Regions from separate parts of the Mus musculus genome. Here region 1 is linked to region 2. Evidence: chromatin contacts called from public HiChIP or PLAC-seq data. All regions are on one chromosome and are shown on one strand. The core of a region is the stretch at or near the end of the contact, and the rest is flanking DNA. Distances in the headings are between cores, read along the strand shown. Region 1 holds the start of Adipor2 (adiponectin receptor 2). Region 2 overlaps Dcp1b (decapping mRNA 1B).

Region 1 (3,173 bases), core at 192-2,691, 190 kb after region 2:
TACAGAGTGAGACCTGCACACCCTCACCCACGAACAAACAAAACAAATACACTTAGTTGGGAAGTGTTTTATGAACAAATAAATTTTAAAATCCTAAAAGACTGCAGTATTTTTACCTTGCTCCTTGGGGAGCAGGGGTAAGCATTCTGCTTTGGGGAAACACAATGAACACAGCAACACAAGAATTACAGGCCATCAAGTGAGATGGCTAAAGAGTATGCTTGCCAGGCAAATTTTCAAGACCTTGCCGCCTGAGTTCGATACCCGGAACCACATAAACGTAGACGATGATCAACTTTTACCAAGTTGTTCTCTAACCTCCACACGTGTGCCATGAACACAGGAGTCACACAGAAACACACCATAATAAACTGGATAATTTTAATTTTTTTAAAGTTTTTTTTTCTTTAAATGAGACAACCAGAGTAAAACATAAATGCAACTAAAAGATCATTTCCACTAAAATACTAAAACCACCAATGAAGCATTGTACCTACCAAATCCCAGGTGGTCATGTCATTTATCAAAAATTCATTGCTCAACGCTCTCGTGAAGTTTTCAAACTCCAGAAACAAATGTTTAAATCAAGGTCAAAAAAAACAAAAGAAGAGACTCATTAGCTGTCTGGTCTAGCGCTCCCTCGGACTCATCAAAACTTATTTTATAGCCGTTTCCAGCAATTCTCTAACAAGCTAACCACTGGCAAATAAAAACCCAAAGGGGCTCAGAACTGGGCCCAAGAACTATCCCGCAGTGACAGCCTGACGCGCCACCTAAGGAAAGGTGAGGGCAACCTTCCCATCCCAGTGGTTGGAAAAGTCGCGCTGAGCACAAGCCATCCGAAGCAAGCCTGCCAGAGAAATCCCTAGAAGTGGCAGAAGACACCAACTAGAAGTCGGGGCGGGAGGATTTCAGTCTCCGGCCATCGCGGGGGTACCGGCTCCGAAATCGACTAGAGACGGAGCGAGGGGCTTCGGACTCTGCCCCGCGGCGGGGACAGGGCAGCGGGCGCCCGCGACCGCAGCTGCACGGAGCGCGGCCCCGGCCCCCCCCCCCACCCCACCCCCCCGGCCGCTGCTTGGGCCCCGCACCAGGCGCGCGGCCGCAGGTCAGAGTTCCGGCCGCGCTCGGAGCCGGCCAGGCGCGCGCTCCCGGCCCGCGCCGGGGACACCTGTCCCTCAGCCCTCACCTCCTTCCGACCCGGGCAATCTGCTGAGCCCGGGAAGCCGCGCTCGAGCCACAGCCCTTCGCCCGAGTTAGCGGCCGTCTCACCGCGCGGCTCGGGCGCCTCGGGAAGCAGCGCCTCGGGGAGGGAGAGGGGGGGCGCGGAGGGAGGGGGCCGCTCGCTGGAGCCGCCACCGCCGCCGCCGCCACCGCGGTACCGCGTCGGGACTGTGCTCGCGCCGCCGCGACCGCCGCCGCCGCCGCCGCCGCGTCTCCCCGCCTCCGCGCCCGCGCGTAGCCGTGACGCGCATCGCACGAGGCGGGCCGAGCCAGTAAGACCACACCCCGTGCGCAGCCGCGCTGGCCTAAACCGGAAGCCTCCCCTCGGGAGGCTTTGGAAGCGTGATGCATCTTGGGAGTTGTAGTTCGGCCGGGTCCACAATGTAAACAGTGCGGGCAGAGTGCCTCGGAACGCTCACCCAGCTTCCTCGACGATTTCTGAAGAGATCTGAGAAGGGAGTGGGCCGCCACGGTTTAATGACTCGGGATGGAGCGTGTGTTTGTGTCAGCGGCCAACATAATGCTAGGCGTCGTCTTATGAAGGTTTCAGGATTCCGAAAGCGTTTAGTCAACTCTTCCTCAAACAGTAGGGCTTGTTTTTATTACCGTACTAACGTATGATTGATTTATGCCCTACCACTTCTAGAAGATATTCAAAATTATTTTCAATGGTCGATTGCAAACGACTTAAGCATTGTGTCTGTTTACCCAGAGGGAATGATTTGCTACGAGTGAGCTTTCCTATTGAACCAGAACAAGGAACTATAGGAGCTGGTGTGCAGAGGAAAAAAAAATGGTTTCTTCGTGTTCAGTTGTAAGAGGATTGTATCTGTCACACTCTTTAGTTCAAAACTTAATACACGTCAAAGTAAATTCGGAAGCTTTAGTTTAGACCTTGGAGGAAGCTTATTGTTCTTGCCTTTAGACCACAATCGGTCTCATAGCCAAGAAGCTAAAATGTGATGTTGAGCGATTGGAGGGAAGCAGACATGGAAAACTCTTCAACGAGGAAAAGCACTAGAGAGGTTAAAACAAGAGGATCTTGCATGTACCAGATCAGCCTGGTGTACATCGCGAGCCAGGCCAGCCTTGGCTATACAGAGTGTAAAACCATGTCTCAGAAAAAAAGAAACGAAAGAAAGAAAGGGAGAGAGAGAGAAAGACAAAGACTTGGCTACTAAGACTGAGAAAGACAATTGTACCTTTCCCATCAGAAAACAAATGCAGGCATTTGGGAATTATAAATGTGGCCCAAGGCTGGAAATATAGCTCAGTGGTAAAGCTATAGCCACTCCAAAAGCCTCGATTCCATCAATAACTTAAGGGGGGGGGGGGTGCGGGGGGAAGGATCCATAATAAATAGGGCAAAAAGAGAAGTTTTTTTTTCAGGCTGAATATAAGGTATCCCCTAAGGAAGACAGACTTAAGATAGACCATTATCTTACCAGGTATGGGGGCTCACACCTTAATTCCTAGCACGTGGGAACTGGTATAGGACGGCTGCAGTGAGTTCATGGCCAACGTGGGCCACAAGATGAGTTCCAGGTCAGCCAGGGCTAAAATGAGACCCTGCTTCAACAAAGGAAAACAAAACCCCCTCTCAAATCTTTCCTGCAGAGCTTTCTTTTAAGGATGCTTCTTTGATCAAAGCTTCTGTCTCCAGGAACAGGGTTTTTAAGAGAGCCCGCCATTTCCCCTCCTACCTCTCAGCTTGGCCTCTTGAACTGATCTCACTGTCAATCACTACATGCAATTTCTGATGCTTCTATAATGATGAAACAAACCACCTTATTTCCTCAAAATGCCCACCCACACCTTCTCAGCTAATGAGGATCTTTGCCACTCTCCCTACCCTCAAAGGGACATTCCTGAGTCCCACTGCCCAACTGGCTTCACCCTTATCCTTACCTAAATGGCATCACCAAATGTTTCAAAGCAGATTTGTTTTT
Region 2 (3,231 bases), core at 314-2,813:
ACATAGAAACAATGACGTCTCAAAGCCAAGAAGTTTAGCATCCTGATCTCATTTTCAATCTGTAGCCGCTTGGTTATGAAGCGCTCACCAACTGCCTGTTGGGTAGAGGCAGGGAAGCAGGCTTCAGGGTGTAGGCCGCTCAGCAGCGCTTCTAACAGCACATGCTTTTCCTTTTGGCACGGGGTCTCATGTAGCCCTGGCTCTGACTCCAATGACTGCTTTCATCTATTTAATAATCACTCGAATGAATTCACTGTGACTGATTATTGCGGATTTTCCTGTAAGACGGAAAGGGGGTTCCCTTCCATTGTGTGCTTTGAGGATGCTTACGGCTTGTTGATGTGTTTTTCCCCAGTGTCCATTTATGGAATTTGGTTTTATGATAAGGAAGAGTGCCAGAGAATTGCAAAACTAATGAAAAAGTAAGTATTAAAAGGCCAATCGTGTCCTAGGAGCTGGCACTGTGGCTCGTATTTCTAAATGTGTGAATCAACACTAGCAGGAAGTGGTTCTCAGCTGTCATCCTCACACGACCCCACCCCCACCCCACCCCACCCCACCCCACCCCCAGACCCTGTCACTGCTTAGCATATGAAGAGAGTGAGAAACAGTTTTGCCCTGCTCTCTGCAAACTCAGCTTCTGTGGCTTATTGTTCTCTCCATGTGCTGTGAGCTGTTCCGCGGGGTGGTTTTCTTTGGCATTTTCTTCATTTGTAAATAAGTAGTATTTTCTATGGAAAGTTATGTGTCCATCAGTAAAATGAACATGCAGGGTCACCCTGAAAGGCTGCCCAGAGCCTTTGATACCCTCCACTTCCTTCTAAACTGTGCTTGTAACTCAGAGTTCCCAGATACACCTCAAACACCAAGGGCCTAGAATCCTCCTCAGTCCCCCTCTCTGGGGAAGTCCGAATCAGTTCATGTTAGTTTAGCAGTCGGTACAGAATCAATCACCTCTCTCTCCCCATCTCCCCCCCCCCCACTACTCTTAGACTTATTAGTCTCTTTCTCTCAAGCTGTTCCTGAGGTACTCTCTGACTTTGGCTTCCTTAATTGGATCACAAGGAGGCTCAGGTGCGATTGATTGGTGGGCTCTGACCAGTTCCGACTTGGCTGCTCACTGTCGGCTGCTGTTTATGCAAATAGCCAAGGTCATCAGAATTAATCAAATTCCTAATGGGGCTGGGTCTCTGTTTAGGATAGCTAGTCCCCATGTGGACGTGATGCTCGTCCTGCAAAGAACCAGTATTCGCTTCTACATCCCAGGGCAATGGAATGAAGAAGTGACCCCCACAAGGAAATAAAAACCAGGGAACACATTTTTATAAATAAAATTGACTCCTGAAACTCCTGCTTGTGAGAGCTAATTTTAGGCAACCAGCTCAAGTCCCAGATGGTGATTAAGTGTGTTCAAACTGGTATTTACCACCATAACAACTAGTTCCTTAAACATTTCATGGTGTTGTAAATTGTGCAAGGGACAATAATAGCCGGATTTCATATGGATTAAAAAATACCCTGTAACTCAGCCAAGAGGTCATGGTAAACCTGGTGCGTGCCTCACCCCTCAGGCAGGAAGCCGATTGTAGATAGCAAGGAGCAGTTGATCTGTGTGGATTCAGATGCATTCTCTAGTTAGAAGGAAATCTGTTGGTAACTTTGCAGGTCATACTTTACCAGTATCTGCATAGTTAACATAAGAATTTGAGCTGAAAAATCAAAGCACACAAAGAAAAGGACTTAAAAAAATGTTTCCCTGTAGCATTTAGGACCATGAGGTCAGTGTTCGAATGGGACCTTTTCGATTCTGAATCGCCAAGGTCTGAGGTGGTACAGCCCACCTTGCTTGACCTCACAGCATTCTGGAAGGGAAGGAGTCTGTACCATAGAGATCTTCCCTGTTGAATGTTCTGTAAGGCTTCCTCCACAGTCAGCAGCCGCCCTGCGGCTGTAGTGTAAAAGCAGCCAGGACTGCTCTGTCCAGCAACGAGCAGGCCTGTGTTTGTTATTCTCTTTATTAGAACAGGTGGAGCAGGCTAGAGTCCAAAGGACAGAGCTTCTGATGTCCTACCCTGGATTTGCATATGTGGCCTGTTGGCTCAGGACCTCTTCTCTCATTTTCTGTTTCAAATGCTTAAGCAGTCCTAAGATGGTTGTAGTGGGATGAAAACCCTTGGGAGAGAGTTGGAGTGATAAATAGCATCGCTTTTGACTTTAGTTTCCTGAATCGCAGCTTCCCGTTTTTCTAGCCTCACTCAGAGCGAACAGTTGAAAGCCTGTCATGGAGCCGGATCCTCCCCCGTGACCTTGAGCTCAGGAGAGGGCCAAGAAGTAGATATCCTGCAGATGCTCACCAAGGCCAAGGATGAGTACACCAAGGTGAGTCTCCTCTTCCTCGTGGGGATACCACGGTGGCAAAGCCCACCACTGACGGCAGCAGGTGAAGTCAACAGAGCAGGATGTAGAGGGAGCCTAAGAAATCAGTGGCCTGCATACAAATGGTATCCAGTTAGAGGGCCTCCTAGACTTAGAGTGGCAACGTGTAAACCAAATTCATGTCTTTGTTGGTGGGTAGGCCTGTAATCCCAGAATTAGGGAAGCTGAAACAGGAGGATGGTGAGTTTCAGACTAGCCTGGACTACATAGTGAAGTATTTCATAACTCAAAGCATGAGCCCAGCAACATGGCTTGGTAGGACACCTGCCACCAAGCTTCATGGCCTGAGTTTGATCCTTGGGATCCACATGGTAGACGGGCAGAACCAAGTTCCACAAGGTCTCCTCTTCTGAACTCCACACATGCGCTGTGGTAATTTAAAAAGTAGAAATCAGAACAAAAGGCATAAAAGTAGACTTGAACAGACAAAAGTGTATGCCCTGTTCTAACATATATATGTTAGCTAAGGAGGTGTGTGTGTGTGTGTATGTGTGTGTGTGTGTGTGCATCCTAAGTATTAAGTAGAGATAGCAAAATTAGTTCATGGTTTGTTAAATAAAAACTACAGACTCCTGACTCCCTGAAAAGGCTGCAAAATGCTTGGCACCCAGTAGCAGTAAGCACCTCTGTTGCCCTGGGTGACCTCCTCCTAAGCTCGCGATGCTCTGTGAAGATGGTTCTGGTTGCTGGGCAAATGGGATCCTATGTAGTGGGCACTGTAGCCAGCTTACAAGAGTGTCACGAGAGCCCAGCAGCAGTGCAGACAGAGTGCTGGGTGTGGAGTTAAGTAATAAT

The links. HiChIP or PLAC-seq counts read pairs in DNA pulled down with a chosen protein or histone mark.
Region 1: a contact with region 2 is called in an H3K27ac HiChIP or PLAC-seq map of embryonic stem cells, with 2.2 times the contacts expected there. The contact joins the promoter of Adipor2 here to the enhancer-like site in region 2. A contact is called at or near these places in 1 of 39 promoter capture datasets (pre-B cells), 5 of 115 datasets of contacts at active chromatin or transcription factors (the HPC-7 cell line, the SCID.adh cell line, embryonic stem cells and 1 more) and 3 of 9 other capture datasets (adipose tissue, liver and pancreatic islet).

Annotation. Positions count from the first base shown.
Region 1 is chr6:119,387,293-119,390,465 of GRCm38.p6, forward strand. It overlaps Adipor2 (adiponectin receptor 2), which reads right to left and starts at 1,442. Exons shown (of 8, transcript NM_001355692.1): 1 at 1,190-1,442.
Region 2 is chr6:119,198,573-119,201,803 of GRCm38.p6, forward strand. Dcp1b (decapping mRNA 1B) reads left to right here. Exons shown (of 9, transcript NM_001033379.3): 4 at 356-422; 5 at 2,250-2,379. Among named protein-coding and RNA genes, the nearest start is that of Dcp1b, 25 kb to the left of the region's middle. Within about 2 kb of position 1,564, at least 15 of the 459 cell types and tissues checked have an H3K27ac peak or open chromatin away from gene starts, as enhancers often do. A contact at or near this core is called in embryonic stem cells and pancreatic islet, where this site is marked.